6 separate regions of the Mus musculus genome follow, and regions 1, 2, 3, 4 and 6 are each linked to region 5. The links are chromatin contacts, called in public HiCAR-type, HiChIP or PLAC-seq and promoter capture Hi-C maps. All regions are on one chromosome and are shown on one strand. The core of a region is the stretch at or near the end of the contact, and the rest is flanking DNA. Distances in the headings are between cores, read along the strand shown.

Region 1 (2,730 bases), core at 87-2,586, 2.5 Mb after region 5:
GGGAGCCAGTTTGAAGCCAGCCCTCCCCTTCTCCATCCCGGTGTGTGTGTGTGTGTGTGTGTAAAATGTTTCTCAAAACCCCACTGAATTTATTCCAGGCAGCATAATTTAGCAAAGCATATGAGGACGCAATAGATGAAAGCAAATCTGGAACCTGAATATGTCTAGATGACACCACACTGACAACAGATTTGTTTTTGTTGTTGGTTTGGTTTTTTTGTTTTTTTTTTTTAGATATTTTTGTTTGGTTGGTTGGTTGGATGGTTGGTTTTGTTTTGCTTTGTTTTTTGGTTTCTCGAGACAGGGTTTCTCTGTGTAGCCCTGGCTGTCCTGGAACTCACTCTGTAGACCAGGCTGGCCTCGAACTCAGAAATACGCCTGCCTCTGCCTCCCAAGTGCTGGGATTAAAGGTGAGCACCACCACTGCCCAGCTGTTGTTTTAATGACAACGTTGTGCGCATGTGTGTGGGTCTGAGTGCCATGGCACGCAGGAGGAGGTCAGAGAATTGTGAGAAATTGGTTTTCTCCTTTCTGGGGACGGAACTGCAGCTGTCAGGCTTGGTGGTAGTGCATTAACTCATTGGCCCATCTCAGCAGCTTTAGACTTGTTTATCAACTTTAAGTTGAGGTTTAGCCAGGGATGGGAGAGCATCCCATTAATCCCAACACTTGGAAGTCTGAGGCAGGAGGATTGCCAGTGTGGGCTACAGAATAAGACACCCTCCACCCTGCTCACACCCCTGTAGCTATTGGGGCTGGAGAGATGGTTCAGTGGTTAAGAGCACTTATTCTTCCATCCTGCGTGGCTCACAACCATCTGTAACTCTAGTTCTAGGAGATCTGACCCCCCTCTTCTGGCCTTCGCAGGCATTTGCACACACCTGATGCACACTCATGAATGCACGCATTCATACATTTAATATATACATAGTTACTAGAGATGTAGCTCAGTGGCTTGGCATACACAGGATGCTGGGTTTGATCCTTAGCATAACAAAAATAAATTAATTAAGGGTAAAAAATGTAAATTAAAAATTAACTTTAAAAAAGTAAAGCCATGGACACTCTACAAGACAGCTCCTGCTCCCGGGGCGCACAGCAACTGCATCTCCGCCCCGCCCACCTTCAGGTAACTTTCCCCACAGAATACGTCAGCATCGCGCACGCAGACGCCCCGCAAAGGCAGCGACAGGAAGATCGTGGCCGGCGTCTGCTGCCAGCTGAACTCGCTCACTCGCACTGGCATGGCGGGACCAGGGACTGCACAGCCACTTTACGTCGCTAGGAAGCCGATCGGGTTGCTAGGGAAGCGGGGATTGCGGGGTTGCCATCACTTCCGGCCCTTAGGGTCCTTCCGGGTCAGGGGTCCAGTAGGACCCTCGGTCTCCCACTATGTTGGGTATTGCAGTTGTCGGTAGTCCTACTTGAGTCTGGAGTATCTGTGTCCCCGCTGCCTCTGAGAGAATGAGGACGAAGTAGAGCAGAACACGGAAACGAGAGGGCTCGGGGACAGGAGACTGCCGTGCGCAGGCACTGCTTCCCAGAGGATCCGAGTTCGAGGCTCAGCACCCGTGCTCGGCGTCTCTCAAGCGCCAGGAGCTCCAATCTGATACCCTCTTCTGGCTTCCGAGGGCACCGCACTCACACGCAGGCACAACTTAATTACATACAAATAGTTTAAAGTGACTTTTTGCTAAAGGAGAAGAGAAGCTGTGGTGTGGCTCCCTGGGAGAGGCTGGGTTGTATTCCCAGCTCTGGAAAGGAAAAAGCTTGGAGCTTTAGGATGCAGAGGGATATGGGTCGGCAGAGCTGGAATGTGTACATTGTGACAGCAAGGCACATTTAGAGTCAGGACGTTTGGTTTGCTCTGACCATTTGCTGTGTGGTAGCCTGTAATCTCACGACTTGAGCAGAGCCCTCAGTTGGAGACCCACCCTGATAAACACAAATATTCTGTCTCAAAATACAAAGCAACGTTTGATGTTCAGGGGCTGACGCCGTCACCCATCCTAGGAGCACTGGTGTGTACATTCCCTTAACCCTGGGAAGGGACCTAAACTTCAATTTTTGAGACCCAAAAGCCTCACAATAAACTTTGCTGCAATTCCATAGTAGGATCTATTGGATTTAAACTGATCCATTTCCCAGTAGCTTACACTGGACTTCAATAATACACACCGAACTTCAGCTGCCAAGAAACTTGAAGGCCGTGTAGTTCAGCCCAACGTCTTTAGTGCCATGTGCATTGTTAGCAGAAAAATGACTGAGATCTTTCATTTATTCTAAATGCTCCTTCTACACTACTTCCTTAGGCCCAGTTTCTACATTACGCGAGTCTGATGTGAATGATAAATGTAATTAAGTACTAGAGAAGTTATTTGCACATAGAATGCTGCATTTTAAACTAGAAAAAAAAAGTTTGGAGAGCATTTAGGGAAATGTTTAAACTCCAGCATAATTTATTGCAGAAAGTTTAGGATCAGTAGAGTTGGTGTTAGTATCTCTCCCTTCCTGATCCTGACCTGTTTTGTCAGCAGATCATTATCTCAAACTTCTGCTCCTTTGTCAGTCCTTCTGAGCAGAGAACCTAACATCCTGCTGATTTGTTTCACTTTCATCCTGCTTTTTGCCATTTCCCTCTTTTTATTCTATTCTTGTTCCTAGCATGTTGTCTCAAGCTCTTGTGTCTTTTCTGGCTTCTACAGGCACTGTATACACACACAGACACAC
Region 2 (2,778 bases), core at 61-2,560, 2.8 Mb before region 5:
CGAGGGCAGGAGCCATCTGCACCTGAGAAAAGTTGGTTGTTAATCAAAAGGGGGTATGAGTCTCAGGGGAGGCTACGGGATGCTGCTTTCTTGTTCCCAAGGCTGGCATTTGCGCTCCCGAGTACGTACACACACACACACACACACACACACACACACACACACACACACACACACACACACACACACACACACACACACACACACACACACACACACACGAGCATCGTCACAGGGAGGGAGTGCTAACTGCTCTGACTCCACACAGGGCCAGGAGAGTGTAGGATTTGATGTGCAGGTTTCTCAGGTCTCTTCAACTTTTGAAGTTATAATGTGTGAGGGTGTTTTGGTGTGCCCAGTCATACTTAAGCTGTGCACAGACAACGCACGCGTGTCCATTGGATAGATGTCCATTTGCTATTTTCTTCAGAATCATGAGAGACTAGAAGTTAGACAGACAGGGAGAGGGGCCATGGATATGTAAGAAACCTGATGAACTTCCAAGATGGCTGGCTTCTTCTATACCCTCCAGGCTGAGACAAAAGCCTGGCCCCTTAAAACCAGGGCCTTGCAGGCTTTTACCTCCCAGCAGCAGGCCACTGCTGAGGGACTAACTCAACACCTTCTAGGCCATCTGGATTAGGGCTGGTTTACACGAGAGTCACAGGCCAGAGAAACTTCTTTTCTTTAAAGTGATTACCCTATATTGGGGGGGGGGGGTCTTCAGAGACTAAACAAACAAACAAACAAACAAATCCAGCCCTCGAGAAGAGATCGGGGATTTTTAGATTTTGTGGCTTCAGTGTTGCAGATCTTTTCTCTGTGTGTCTGCTGCATGTGGGTGGTTGCTTGCCTCCAGCAAGCCCCCTTCTTCAGCTGCTGAGTCTCTGCTCCTGTCTGCAGGGTTTGAGATTTCTTCACTGCTATCTGTTGCAGTTGAAATTCCTCCTGCCTTTTAATTACTTAAATGGCAGAGAAAACGAACCCTACCAAGACCTTTAGACCATACCAACCGCTCATCTACTAGGCAGAAAAAATTTGTGCCTTTTATTTGGCCTAAACAAGCTTTGAGATAGTGAACAGCAAATAAATCACAAAGTTAAAACAATTGCGGATTATAAACTGTAGCTTTAGCAAAATTATGTAACTACTCAGTGCAAGAGGAGTACACACACACACACGCACGCACACACATGTACGCACTCACTCACCTTATTCTTGTGGGATTGTTGTCTCCAGGCACTGGAAAGAAGCGGTTCTGCGAGCGAAAGTTCACCGTCCTGCAGGTCGTTTTGGAAGCTCCGCCCACCAGCCATTGAACATTTAAGAAATGTACACGCCCCCTAGGCACGTTGGTTAACGCTTTGTTTCCCGGGGAGAAGAACAGGTTTGCTCTAAAAGTTTTCGCTGACTCATTACTGAGTACACTCTTTGGGGGTGCTGACGCGAGGACTCCGATTCCTGTGCTGGAAGTGTTTACATTCTCTACGGGGGAACCCAGTAATATAAGCAGTTCAGATAAATGCACTGTATTCAAAATAACTATAACATCAACCTATTGAAAGGTTAGAGCTTGCAGATTTGTGAATTCATTGTATTCATTGCCAACAAAAGTACAGTAGAGAGGAATCAGCGACTGGGAGCATCGTGCTGTGGTCCATTCTTGTGATGCTAAAATAGACACTCAAGACTTTATTTTTGAAAACAAATTAGAGACGTACAGTTCTGGAGGTTGGGCAAGCCAAAATTGAGGGGCTTTCTTTCACTTGCTGAGGATGGGGTAAAATAAAAGAAAAAAAAAAGTGTGCCCTCCCTTGACGAGAGAGAAAGCGGCAAGCTCGTGCATTCACCTTAGGGGTGGACTCCCGATGAATGGGAAACTTTGCCCCCTCCCTCTCTTTCTCCTTAAAGAATTTTTTCCCCTTTCATTTTACCCTGTAGAATGGGGCAGATGGTTAAAAAGGCATGACCGCCATTCCTGGAACAGTCATAGGCAGCCCATCAAGAACCGTTTGTAGTTAAGGTTACAGGTGGGGCATAGCTCTGCCTTTGAGAAACAGAGGTACAGTCATGAACAGGAATAAACCTAGTTTGTCTTTACTGTAGGACGGCTTTGAAGCCTAAAACTGAGGCAAGCTAGTTCTTCAGTACCTAACCCGCTCCTCAGTGACATTAATTCACTCGTGACAGCGGAGCCCTCATCCACCTTATCACCTCTTTAAAAGTGCTGCCCCTCAAACCAGTTGCCCCAATGCAAAATGGCTTACGTTTCTGTAACAGGCTGGCAAAAATACATTTGAAAAGAGACACTTTGTGTCTCTCAGTCCGACTATCAGACTACGGAAACAATGGACCTCAAAGAAAAGGGACACTCCCCAGGAATCCAGTCAGAGGGGGATCTTGTCTCCTGGGAAACATTCCTTTGGCACAGTTTCTAAGAGTTAGTCAGAACGTCTTACAAGATGAGACTGAAGCACAGAAAAGCAGTGAGCACACGTGACCACTGCCTAGACCAGGACCGCTTAGATGTGCGTGCCTGAGGCTCTCTGGTTAAACTCTGAACTCACTTCAGTACCTGGAAGATGGACTTGAGGTGGGGAAGATGGGTGTGTCCCTGGATGCCTGGATCCCTGTTCTTTTTCCATATTGACTAAGTTTCCTTTTTCTGCTCTCTGCCCCCACCCCCACCCCCGGCCCCCCAAGACAGGCTTTCTCTGGTCTAGCCCGGCAGCCCTGGAATTTGCTCCCTAGACTAGGTTGGCCTCAAACTTACAGAGG
Region 3 (2,700 bases), core at 30-2,529, 2.7 Mb before region 5:
CTTTACCCGTTGGAAATAAATACCAAATCGTGGCACTCCCATATGAAACTATGTTAGGAGGAAAGACTCCCACAAACCAAGAGGAGGCAGGAGACATACCAAGCACACCCTAAAGCTGCACACATCCGGGTAAGGGCTGCACACAGAGTTATGCAATGTTTTGTTTGCTTGTATCTGAAAATCTCCACAGGAAGCTGAAGAATAGAACAAAAGCAAAACTTGCACTCGCAGGCCAGGAAACAAGGCTTCCAACCGTGCAACGCAGGTACAGAAAATTCACCTAGAGGGTGTATAATCAATAAAACTGACAAAATTTACATTACTTCCCTTTGTCCTTATTACCTGTTATCCCTCGTAGAAACCAAGGGTAACTTAAAAGGGGTAATGAATCCCGTTAATTACATCTTAGTTCAAAGAAAAGTCCCTAACAGGAAGGATCTTATGGCTGACCCGGACCAGTAGTGATGCGAAGAGAAGGCGTATTGTCTGGCTAATTTGTGAAAATACGGTGGGCTGGGTACAGCTCCAGCGGCAGCTAATGCCCGTCTCACGAACTCCATGCGACCTCTACTGTTAGGACAGTGGAGCTTGTGCCTCGACGTCACGATGGCTTTCGGCCTTTCTGGAAAACAAACGAACCAAACTAAACCAAAAACCAAACAACAAACCGAACAAACAAAAAACCCGAACGCAGTACAGAGCGGTAAAGCAAAGTCCTATCTTCATCCCAATTTTCTGGACATAACTGAATGTTCAGGATTTGGGAGGAGTGTTTTATTATTGTTGTTGCGTTTTCCCTCGCGCATTAAAAAGATGCCACCATTTTAACACGTGAAAGAAAGGACAGAACCCTTAGCCTTGGTTTTCAGTGTGTCACTTTCACATTCCGATTCAGGGAAGCTGGGGGGCATTCGTTGTAAAGGTATTAGCCTAGCAGTGCACATTATAAAGTTCTTGGACTTTGAGAAACTCAGGATTTTCCAAATTTAGCTACAAAGGGCACGGGAAGCCAACGGAGGGCCGGGTGCATCACACTGTTCTAGGAATTAGCTTTTTACTCGCTTCGGTGTGTCACTTCGGCCACAGAGGGAGACAGACGATTACGGCCCACGGAAGGCCGCGTGAGTCTCGTGAAGCTGGAGATGCGCTGGGTCTACCTTTCGCCGTCCGCTCCGCCTTGGCAGAGGCGCCGACACGCACCGAAGGCAGAGAACCCATCTCGTATGGGACCGCACCGGACACGGGCGCCTGGGCCAGGAGCAGAGCCGGGCCGTAGAATAGACATGGCCGTCGGGGGCGGGGCTTCGGAAGGTTTAACCAATCCAAACTGTTGTATTTTGCATAGCCCCAAAGCATTTTGGTTAACAGTAAAAACATCCTAAATTTAAGTATTTTAATTTAAACTTAGAACGAAGCGAGTATAAAAAGGATTATTTAACCCTAAAACGGATTCAGGATTTGTTATAATATCAAGTACAGTCGGCTACATAAGGTCACCACATGTGTAAAGTTACAAAATTCTATGGCCTTATATACCTACCAAGAGCCTGCTTACTCTCGGATGTGAGGGCGATCTGGCTGCGACATCTGTCACCCCATTGATCGCCAGGGTTGATTCGGCTGATCTGGCTGGCTAGGCGGGTGTCCCCTTCCTCCCTCACCGCTCCATGTGCGTCCCTCCCGAAGCTGCGCGCTCGGTCGAAGAGGACGACCTTCCCCGAATAGAGGAGGACCGGTCTTCGGTCAAGGGTATACGAGTAGCTGCGCTCCCCTGCTAGAACCTCCAAACAAGCTCTCAAGGTCCATTGTAGGAGAACGTAGGGTAGTCAAGCTTCCAAGACTCCAGACACATCCAAATGAGGCGCTGCATGTGGCAGTCTGCCTTTCTTTTGTAGTTCCTGCAATTTAATTTTCGTTTAAAACTTTATTTTATTCTTTAACTTAAAAAAAATATATATTTTTATTTTTTTAATTGGGTATTTATTTCATTTACATTTCCAATGCTATCCTATCCCAAAAGTCCCCCACACGCTTTCCCACCCACTCCCACTTCTTGGCCCTGTCATTCCCCTGTACTGAGGCATATAAAGTTTGCACGACCAAAGGGCCTCTCTTTCCACTGATGGCCGACTATGCAGCTAGAGACAGGAAAAAAATTTTTTTTTAATTAAAAATTTTTTAAATCTTTAAAAATTCTGTTATGTTAATAGATGTAAATAGAGATGTAAATATGTTTAAAAGGTGTGTGTGTGAGAGAGAGAGAGAGAATATGAGTTCAGGTGAAGGTTCCAAGCAGTCGTAACAAAGATTCTGTCTGGGAACAGTTCTACCCCACCTCTCTCTTTCTTCCTTCCTTCCTTCCTTCCTTCCTTCCTTCCTTCCTTCCTTCTTCCTTCCTCTCTCTCTCTCTCTCTCTCTCTCTTGTTTTAAACATTTATTTAGTTACTTGTTTGTTTGTTTCAGGTTTCCTCTGTGTGGCCCTAGCTGTTCAGGGACTTTCTCTGTAGACCAGGGTAGCATTGAATTTAGAGATCTGCCTGCCTCCCAAACTCTGGAAATAAGAGCATGAGCCTATTTACCAGTCCCTGCTTAAATTTATTTATTTAAAAAAATGTTATTAGGACAAATGCTATTACACTCGAAAAGGCAAACACCCAGGACAGGTAGGCTGTAACTTTAAGCTGCTGAAGGAGGAAAATG
Region 4 (2,739 bases), core at 173-2,672, 2.7 Mb before region 5:
GCTTTAGTTAAGGAATGTAAAAGCATTCTTGGTCTCTAGCTAGAAAAAGTTTACCTGGTTCTGCCTGAATCTCATGGTGGCTTCTAGGGAATGACACCCTAGATTCTGGAAGAAAAATGACATTGTCTTAAATTGATTTCACCTTCCTAGGGGTAATCCCATGGGCCAAGTCCCTGACCTATATCCCACTAGATTAGTCTATAAGGGAGGAGCCAAGGACAGTCTCCACCTAGAGGTGGATTCCATTATTTACAAAATCTGCCGAGAATAGGTGACAGTGCTCAGCCCTAAATGGGACATATCTATATCCACTCCCCAGCCCCCAGCTCCGGGAACATTAAAGAAGATGGGGTGGAGAGAATGTAAGAGCCCGGGGACAGGAAAGAGTGTTCCGAGATGCTGTCTTTTGGATATGTCACGACAGGTGTATTCATCAGCCTACTGAAATTATGATAATTTCTACAAAATCAGGCCCAAAAGATAAGGCAATATTCCAGCATTAACTGGACTCAGTGGAATACAAACTAACTAAATAGACAACATACACAGGATTTGCAATTTCTTACTGTAATCAAGTTGCACCCCTCCCCTTTTACCTCCATGTCTTTGCCGAAGACGTACTTCATTTCTGAGCTCCAGAATAAAGTAGCACAATAAAATTTTAAGTTCTGTGAAGTCGGGTGAATGTAGCGTCCTGGCTGTTAGGTTCTAACACTTACAGAAACTCAATAAATGTTGTCTAAATGTCTGTCAGAGGCCAGGAAGCCCGTAAGTTTTGCTAGCATATGCCTGTAGGTGAAAAAGTTCTAAAATGTGCAATCCAAGTGCCTTCTATTGACGTGGAATCGGATGTTTGGACTGTAAGAAGTGGCACCGGGTTGGGGGTGGGTGGGTGTAAGTTCCGGCTCAACGTGGAACATTTGACTACAAATCCCAGCGTCCCTTGTAGTGTCCACTCCTTCAGGAGTCGGGTTTCAGGCCTTGAAAAGGGCCGTCCTTCCCCCGTTGTATTGTGGGATCTGTAGTTCGACGTGACTTGCGTTGGCTGTTACCACTCTCCGGCTGCACACATGAGCGTACGTTTTCTTCGGTTCAGAGTCTGTGGGGTTCAATGATTGTTGAGTTTTCGCTCTCTTTTCTCATTCTGACAGGGCACCCAGTGTCCAGGGCGCCTAAAGTACTGTCCCCTAATGTCCAATTAGGATCGACTCAGGGGGCTCTACTCCAAATTCAGGTTCAAACATTTTGAGCTAACGTCTGCTCCTTCCTGCCTGGGTGTTCTCAGCATCAAACAGGCGGGCTGAGTGAGGCGGGCCAGCTTAGCTCCACCGACGGCTGCACACAGTAGGCCCATCACCCTAGCTCGCGACGGGTGGCTGGTAGCCAAGCAGGCGGCGGCGACGGCGACGACGGCATTGCGCATGCGCGGCGCGGCGGCGCAGTTTCCGCAGCAGAGCAGGCAGCTCCGCCGCTGCGTCCAGACGTCTCCTGCTGGGCCGACGCTCAGCTCTTCGCTCGGTGCTCGGCCTCCGCTGGCGACCGGCGACCCCTCCGCAGCTCGAGTCCCCGGCCGCCGCAGCGCGCCTGCCTCCGGCCCCCTGTCCCGCGAAAATGGCTGCCGTACGCCGGGCCCGCAGTTATTGCCGCTGCCTGGTGCGCTTCTCCGACCGAGAACTCTGCTAAGCCGCGCTGCAGCAGACGGGCAGGAGTAGACACCGGGCAGCCGCCACCCCTCCGGGAGCCGGGCGCGGGAAGCCCCTCGACTGGGCCGGCCGCCGGCCAGCATGGTAACCGAGGAGGGAGGGCAGCAAGGGCCGGGTGGTGAGGGCAGGGTTTGACGGATAGCCGAGGAAAGGCCCGCTTCGGTCACTCCAGACTGTCCGAGCTGGGAGTCGGGTCTCAGGTGACCTGTCCTGGCTTCTGCACAAGGGAGGTGGCCCTGGCAAGCGGTGACACTTGTTGATCGCTTCTGTTCTGGCAGCCCGGCCCATAGATGATTTCGGGAGCTCCACGTTTGGGACGCACGCCCTCGAGGTGTCAGTGGCCCTGGTAGGATATTCGCAGGCAGTGCTGGCAAACTGGACTTGGAGGGATTCTTGCCAAGTTTCTTGATAGCGAGGGCCTAAGCCGCTTCTCTGCTGTGCGGACGGAGAGACTGCGCCAAGCTCCATGTGTGACAGCTCCGGTCTCACGGGACTGTTGCATGGAGTATGTAGGCTCTGCAGTGACTTAAGAAACTAGTTTCCGGCTAGGGCTGGATGATTTAAGAATGAAAGATACCAGACTGACTGGGAGAACACTCAAGTGGCTTTTTTTTTTTTTTTAACATGAATTGGCTGCAACGGTTTATTTTATGAAACTAGTCTGGTGCACAGAAAACACACTAATTGATTCTTCTTCTAAACTTTCAAAAGTAGTCCTCAAACCACGATTAAGCCCTTAACCTTCTTTATGTTCAGTTAATCTCATCTGCGAAGAAACTAACCCACTAAACTATACCATGATGCTTGAGTAATTTTCAACTATGAAAATACTGATGATTAACTAAGCTCCTGCTTATTTCAAGTGGGATTAAAATCGACTAAATGTAGTAAAATTCCAGTTCCTACTGTCAAAATCAAGGTTAACAATGGATTCTGTTCTGAGATAGGCATTCTGTATTCAACTAGTTATTTTTGAGCCTCCGACTAGCCTGGCATGGTGTGGGGTTTGGTGCAGTACCAGATCTTCAATATTAGC
Region 5 (2,700 bases), core at 161-2,660:
ATCAGGCAGACCTACCAAGTTCTACCCTGTCACATCCGTAGCAACTTCAAGACTAAGAGCAGTTGTCAAAGACAGGACACCAGACCCTGAAAGTCAGTCTTGGAGAGTCCACTAACTCAATGGTAAAATGGAAGAAAACTGCCATGACCTTAAAAGAAGTTTTTAAAAGGGAAGAAAGGGGAGGGGAAGAAAGCGTAGAACTGCAATCATCTGTACACTCCACTTCCCTAAGCTATGGGTGGCTATGAGAAAGCACTACAGGTACATCTTACTAAACGACGCTTTCACCAGTGGATGCAAAAAAGCACTAAGCGTTAAGCACTAAGCTGGGGAGCGGGAACCTGTCTTCTCATGATTACATTCCCAACCCCTAGCAAGGTGGCCAGGAGATGATAGGGATCCTTGTTTACTGAATGAATGAAACGCTTCATGGAAAACATGGGAAGGTGTACACAGAATTGTGCCTCGAAGACACAGAGAATAAACTATGAGCAAAGCCGGGCACAGGAAGAGTTTAGTTCTCTGTACTTTTACTTAGTGCTCCCTCCACAACTGGAGTAATTACATACAAACTGGAGTTGGTGACGAATGGGGGGAGGGGCAAGGAAAATGACATGTATAGAAGTTAATTTGGGCCTGGGGGGGCTGCAAGAATTCTGAAGTTCATCTCGGATCTTTCCTCATTCTTCTATTCACATCTCAAATTCAGATATTCGTAGACCTGTGCCAGAAATGCCCCCCATGAACCATCATTCATTCATTCATCACCAAATCCTGTCACTCCTCTCCAAACACTCCACAAGTTTCCCCATTCTTACATCACAGACAAGGAAACTGGCTTTCCGCACAGGCTCTCCAAGGGCACCCATCGCCAGTGCGTAGTCCTTCTGTAGAACTCCAACCTGATCCCTCCCAGACCCTTCAGGGGCATCTACACTCTCCCATCAACTCGCCCTTTCACACGGGGCGTTACCGCGCCCGATGGGCAGTTGAACATGTCTCCACTCATTCACTGCCAGCCACCCTTTCAATTGGCCATGTATGCACGGAGGGGCGCAGGCCACACGTCCTCCCTTCTGCTCCCCCAGGAGTCCAGGCCGGTCCCTGATCCTCCAGGCACTGACTCCGCGGCGGTCTCCCCGGGAGAGGCGGGCACCGCCGGGCATGCAGGGGGCGCTGGGCAAGAGCTTGGGGACTTCGCGTTGCCCGGCGCCGCGCCTCCGGCCGAAAAGCAACCCGACGCCCCATGTGCCCATCCGCGGAGCTCGCCCGCCCGCCCGCCCGCCCGTCCGCCGCACCTTTGCGCTCGGCCTCGCTCTCAGCTTCGCTCCCGAAGAGGTCCTCCATGTCCGCCATAGCAGCTTGGTCCGCGGCCTTGGCTTGCTCGGCTCGAGCCTGCTTTACGGCCAGACCCGTCCAAACACGACGTGTCGTAAAGAGCCGCACAAAGACCTACTTTACTTTTGTGACCTAGTTTTCTCCAGCACTCGGCTGGCTCCGCCCCCACCCCCTCCACCCCCGCCCCGGTGTCTGCGCTCGCCCGCTACTCCGTTAGCCCGCTCGCACGCTGTGCGGAGCTTGGGATGCGGGTCAGACTTGTTTACGACCTGTCAGCTGCGGCCAGGTTTCTTAAAAATAGTTGAGGGTGGGTGTGGTCGCTCTGCTCTGGGGAGGCAGATCTCTGTGAATACCAGGCCAGGTTCGTCTACAAAGCGAGTTCCAGCCAGCCAGCCAGCATATGTCTACATACGTAGATCCTGTGGCAGAAGAATAAGAAATAAGTCATTGAGAGCTCTAGCCTGGAGTAGTTAGTGGTGCACGCCTGTAATCCAGCACTCTAGAAGCAAAGGGTCAGAAACCCAAATTCATCATCAACTGCATAGCAACTTCAAGAGCAGCGTGGGATCCTTGAGAACCCCCACCCTTAAAAAAAAAAAAAAAAAAAGGGCTGGTGAGATGGCTCAGTGGGTAAGAGCACCCGACTGCTCTTCCAAAGGTCTGGAGTTCAAATCCCAGCAACCACATGGTGGCTAACAACCATCTGTAATGAGATCTGACTCCCTCTTCTGGAGTGTCTGAAGACAGCTACAGTGTACTTACATACAATAAATAAATAAATCTTTAAAAAAAAAAAAAAAAAAAAAAAAAAAGACCTGGTGAGATCGCTTGTCGGTAAATGACTTGCCCTTAAAGACTAAAGATCTGTTTTCCGAAAATCCAGCACCTACTTAAACTCAGGCACGGCTTCCAACATCTGTAATCCCAGCTCTCAGGTCCAATAAAGGACCTTGTCTTAAAATACAGATGCTGGATGGTGGTGTCTAGGCCAGCCTGGTCTACATAGCGAGTTCCAGGACAGCAGGACAGCCAGGGCTATACATAGAGATTCTGTCTGGGGGAAAAAAAATAAAAAAAAGTAAGGTGCTGCCTGGTGGGGTGAAGAGCATTTCAAGAATACACTGGAAATCGGCCTTTGGCCTCTAGGCACATGGAAAGTAGCTCTGTACAGAGCTTGCCTATTATGAGTGAGGGTTCAAATTCAATCTGCACTGGGGAAAAATAAAAGATTTAGGACTAGAAATCCCAATATGGGAGGCTGAGGCAGGAAGACAACTGAGAATTTGAGGCCAGCTGGGGCCACAAAGACAGCCTGGATTACTAAGGATGAAGCTTTCAGTAGTATTAGGTTAGTTTCTGGCA
Region 6 (2,936 bases), core at 374-2,873, 2.1 Mb before region 5:
ATATGTTAAAAACATACTAATCATTTATTAAAACAACCTAGTGTATTTCTGAAAAACAAAACAAAACAAAATACAACAACATTAAACTGAGTAGCTCAGCTTTCTATAACTTAAAAAAAAAAAAACCAGCTGGAAAACCCACAAAGTTAGTGACGTATCTTCTTGGATGTCTCAATCAGGAATCAGAGTTTTTCATGGGAGGTGGCAGGACATGGGCTTTATACACACTTCTGGAATGCAAGAATGAAGGAGGAGTGGAGGCTCAAAGTCCGCCTCAAGAATGCAGGCACCAAGTCAGGTTAAAAAGTGAAGTCAGCATAGTGGCAGGAATTAGGTACTGGCTGTAACCATCAAGTCTAGGTGATAATCCTGAGGTAAAAACAGGTCAAATTTCCTCCTTCATCAATCAAGACAAGAGATCCTCCTGATAGAGACGAAACCTTTATGTATCTCTCCCCCTCTCCCCCTGGGCAAGTGCCCTGTGCAGTTAAAAATACTGAAGAGACAATGAAAAAAAGTTTCAGAGCAAACTCTGCCTTGGTTACTAAGCAAGCTCAATTTTCAATCTTCTGCATATTGTGATGTTGGTGACTCCAGATTTGAGCTGAGGGAGCATAAGGCTTCCTTTGCTGGGTGGGGAGTCAGAGAAGACTCTTAAAACAGTCTATTAGCTATTGTATTTGGCCTAAAACGGAGTCATCAACTGTTCATGTGGAGTGAGTTTGGTTAGTTTGTATCGTTGACTCTGAAAACAGAAGAAAAGGGGTTCAAATGTCTGGCTGTGGTAACGGGAACCTCTGAGGAGCAAAGGAAGAAATTTGGGGCTCCCCGCCCCAAACTACAGCGTGGGTTGCAATCTCCCCTTTGTAAGACGCAGGGTGCTGTTGAAGAAATACAGGAGCCAGCTATTGGAGGTTCATCTGCCTTCCTGCACCAGTGCTTTCTGTACCTCAGCCCAGGTTAGCCCCCAAAGCACATCTGGCTAAGGTGGAGCTAATGCTGAAGCGCACCTTTGCCATCTCCTTTCTTCTCGGAGCATCTTTTAGAAGATTTTTGAAGACGGACATCCATGCTTTTGTTGGCACCAGGAAGTTGGTGACACGTACATCTCAGATAAGTCCTGCTCACCAAAGATGCTCTCAGGTCGTAGGGCCTGCCAGCGAGTGTGCGCAGACACAGGGCACAAACGGGGGTTAGGAGGAGGGGGTGTCGGAAAGCCAGAACCGACTCCTTCATTACCCCGCGCTCAAGGTACTCGGCGGGGCGGTACTTCCTGACCCCGGAAGAGAAAGTTGTTTTGGGGAAGGGGAGCAAGAAAAAAAAAAGCACGGTGAGTAAAATGAAAACTCCGAAGTTGTTCTGCTCCTTCTGGCCTTCGGTCCCTGCCCTCCTTAGGAGCTTTTTGGGGCGCGGCTCCCTCCAGAATCGCACACTGTGCGACTCCCCGCGGAGGAGAGGACCGCAGGAGCACCGTCTCCCGACCCTCCCGGGAGCCGGGTCTCCAGGAAAACCCGGAGCGGAGCATCCCCGGCCGGGACACGCCCTCTGCGTGCCGCCGAGTGCGCATGCCCAGTGCGCGGCGGCCGCGAGTAGGAAGCGGAGCGCGGCGGAGGGGGCGGTGGGAGGGGACGCTCGCGACTGTGGCGAAGGCGCGGGACGCGGCGAGGGTTCCCGCGGCTTCCTCAGAACGTTCGGGACGGTGGAGTCCTTGCGAGGCGCGAGCGAGCTTGGAGCCAGCAACGAGCTTGGAGCGGGCGGCGGGCGGGGAGCAGCGGGGCGGCCGGGCGGAGCGGGCTCCGAGCCCCGGGCTCCGCGGCTCGGCGGGACACGGCTCTGGTGGTGGAGGCGGCGATGTTCCACTGCATTCCCCTGTGGCGGTGCAACCGTCATGTGGAGGCCATCGACAAGCGCCACTGCTCGCTGGTCTACGTCCCCGAGGAGATCTACCGCTATGCCCGCAGCCTGGAGGAGCTGCTGCTGGACGCCAACCAGCTCCGGGAGCTCCCCGAGGTGAGTGCCCGCCTCACCTGGCGCGGTGGCCGGGTCCGTGCGCTCCTCCGCTGACTGCTTCGCTCTGGGAGACTCTGGCCAGCGGGGTCCCACTACTGCCCTCAGCCCTCCCTGTGCCCCCCTCCCCTGCTTCCCGATTAAACCCATCCTCCAATAAAAGTTGTTTTTCATTTATACCGAAAGACTTGGTATTTAACAAGTAGTTACATGGCTAGTGGAGAAACGTTCTGGTCCACTAAGTGGCTTAGATCCACGTCTGGGAACTAATGCCGGTTAGGTGAGAAGCCAGGTAGCTCACACTGTTCCCAGCTGGGGGCGACCATGCGCCCCATCACGCCCCGGGGCGATCGGCTAGCAGCCAATTCTCCAGCTAGTGGCTTGGAGCTCCTCATTTTGGGCTAACGCAGGTCCCAGAGGATGTGGGGACCCAGCAGCGCGAAAGTAAGCTTTAGTATATCTTGGCATCTGTAAGGAATGTGCTCCGGGCCTTATCTCTGTGGGCTATGCCCTGGAGAGATGGCGCTTGGTCCGCTTCGGTAGCCCCGTGGCCGCATTGGGGTGCTGGGCAGGAGGAGAACTGCTGCAGGTGCCCAGGTTCCCGCCGCTGGTGCACTGCGTGCGTGGACCTGTTGCGTGGTTGGAACTGCGATGAACGTGTGTAGTGGCTCCCGCTGCGAGTCAGCCCTGCTTGCTGCCTTTCCGCCACCACAGAGCTTGCTTGGGTCTGTCCTATCACTAATGCCATATCTTTTCAGAGTTGTTTATGAAAATTAATCATCTGCCGCACCGAACTTGGCCTGTGACAGATACTGATTGTGCTTCTAGGCCCTGCTGGGGTTAGACGCTGAACTTTTAACCCTTGAATTTGCCTCGGGATTCTAGCTTTAACTGTTAAGGAGGACGCATCCTTTACCCAGGTGTAAGGA

Evidence for each region. Promoter capture Hi-C pulls out the DNA fragments that hold promoters and counts their contacts. HiCAR-type assays count read pairs that join an accessible place to other places. HiChIP or PLAC-seq counts read pairs in DNA pulled down with a chosen protein or histone mark. Capture Hi-C pulls out chosen DNA fragments and counts their contacts.
Region 1: a contact with region 5 is called in an H3K4me3 HiChIP or PLAC-seq map of embryonic stem cells, with 6 read pairs. The contact joins the promoter of Dnaaf4 here to the promoter of Leo1 in region 5. A contact is called at or near these places in 1 of 39 promoter capture datasets (liver) and 2 of 115 datasets of contacts at active chromatin or transcription factors (embryonic stem cells and stem cell-derived neural progenitor cells).
Region 2: a contact with region 5 is called in a promoter capture Hi-C map of liver, with 3 times the contacts expected there. The contact joins the promoter of Gsta4 here to the promoter of Leo1 in region 5. A contact is called at or near these places in 1 of 39 promoter capture datasets (embryonic stem cells), 1 of 115 datasets of contacts at active chromatin or transcription factors (embryonic stem cells) and 1 of 9 other capture datasets (liver).
Region 3: a contact with region 5 is called in an H3K4me3 HiChIP or PLAC-seq map of embryonic forebrain, with 10 times the contacts expected there. The contact joins the promoter of C920006O11Rik here to the promoter of Leo1 in region 5. A contact is called at or near these places in 1 of 39 promoter capture datasets (hippocampal neurons), 2 of 115 datasets of contacts at active chromatin or transcription factors (astrocytes and embryonic forebrain) and 1 of 9 other capture datasets (liver).
Region 4: a contact with region 5 is called in a HiCAR-type map of astrocytes, with 5 times the contacts expected there. The contact joins the promoter of Fbxo9 here to the promoter of Leo1 in region 5. A contact is called at or near these places in 1 of 39 promoter capture datasets (erythroid cells) and 3 of 115 datasets of contacts at active chromatin or transcription factors (astrocytes, embryonic stem cells and stem cell-derived neural progenitor cells).
Region 6: a contact with region 5 is called in a promoter capture Hi-C map of embryonic stem cells, with 5 times the contacts expected there. The contact joins the promoter of Lrrc1 here to the promoter of Leo1 in region 5. A contact is called at or near these places in 1 of 39 promoter capture datasets (embryonic stem cells) and 5 of 115 datasets of contacts at active chromatin or transcription factors (astrocytes, embryonic forebrain, embryonic stem cells and 2 more).

The regions. Positions count from the first base shown.
Region 1 is chr9:72,957,391-72,960,120 of GRCm38.p6, reverse strand. Dnaaf4 (dynein axonemal assembly factor 4) reads right to left here and starts at 1,336. Exons shown (of 9, transcript NM_026314.3): 1 at 1,124-1,336. The coding sequence starts at 1,246.
Region 2 is chr9:78,190,498-78,193,275 of GRCm38.p6, reverse strand. Gsta4 (glutathione S-transferase, alpha 4) reads right to left here and starts at 1,310. Exons shown (of 7, transcript NM_010357.3): 1 at 1,212-1,310.
Region 3 is chr9:78,174,493-78,177,192 of GRCm38.p6, reverse strand. C920006O11Rik (RIKEN cDNA C920006O11 gene) reads right to left here and starts at 1,279. Exons shown (of 4, transcript NR_040401.1): 1 at 1,158-1,279; 2 at 451-622; 3 at 100-194. Rn7sk (RNA, 7SK, nuclear) reads left to right here and starts at 1,560; the gene lies at 1,560-1,891.
Region 4 is chr9:78,107,339-78,110,077 of GRCm38.p6, reverse strand. It overlaps Fbxo9 (f-box protein 9), which reads left to right and starts at 1,422. Exons shown (of 13, transcript NM_023605.2): 1 at 1,422-1,787. The coding sequence starts at 1,785. It also overlaps a transcript of Cilk1 not described here.
Region 5 is chr9:75,440,234-75,442,933 of GRCm38.p6, reverse strand. Leo1 (Leo1, Paf1/RNA polymerase II complex component) reads right to left here and starts at 1,410. Exons shown (of 12, transcript NM_001039522.1): 1 at 1,299-1,410. The coding sequence starts at 1,356.
Region 6 is chr9:77,543,539-77,546,474 of GRCm38.p6, reverse strand. Lrrc1 (leucine rich repeat containing 1) reads left to right here and starts at 1,623. Exons shown (of 14, transcript NM_001146048.1): 1 at 1,623-2,010. The coding sequence starts at 1,852.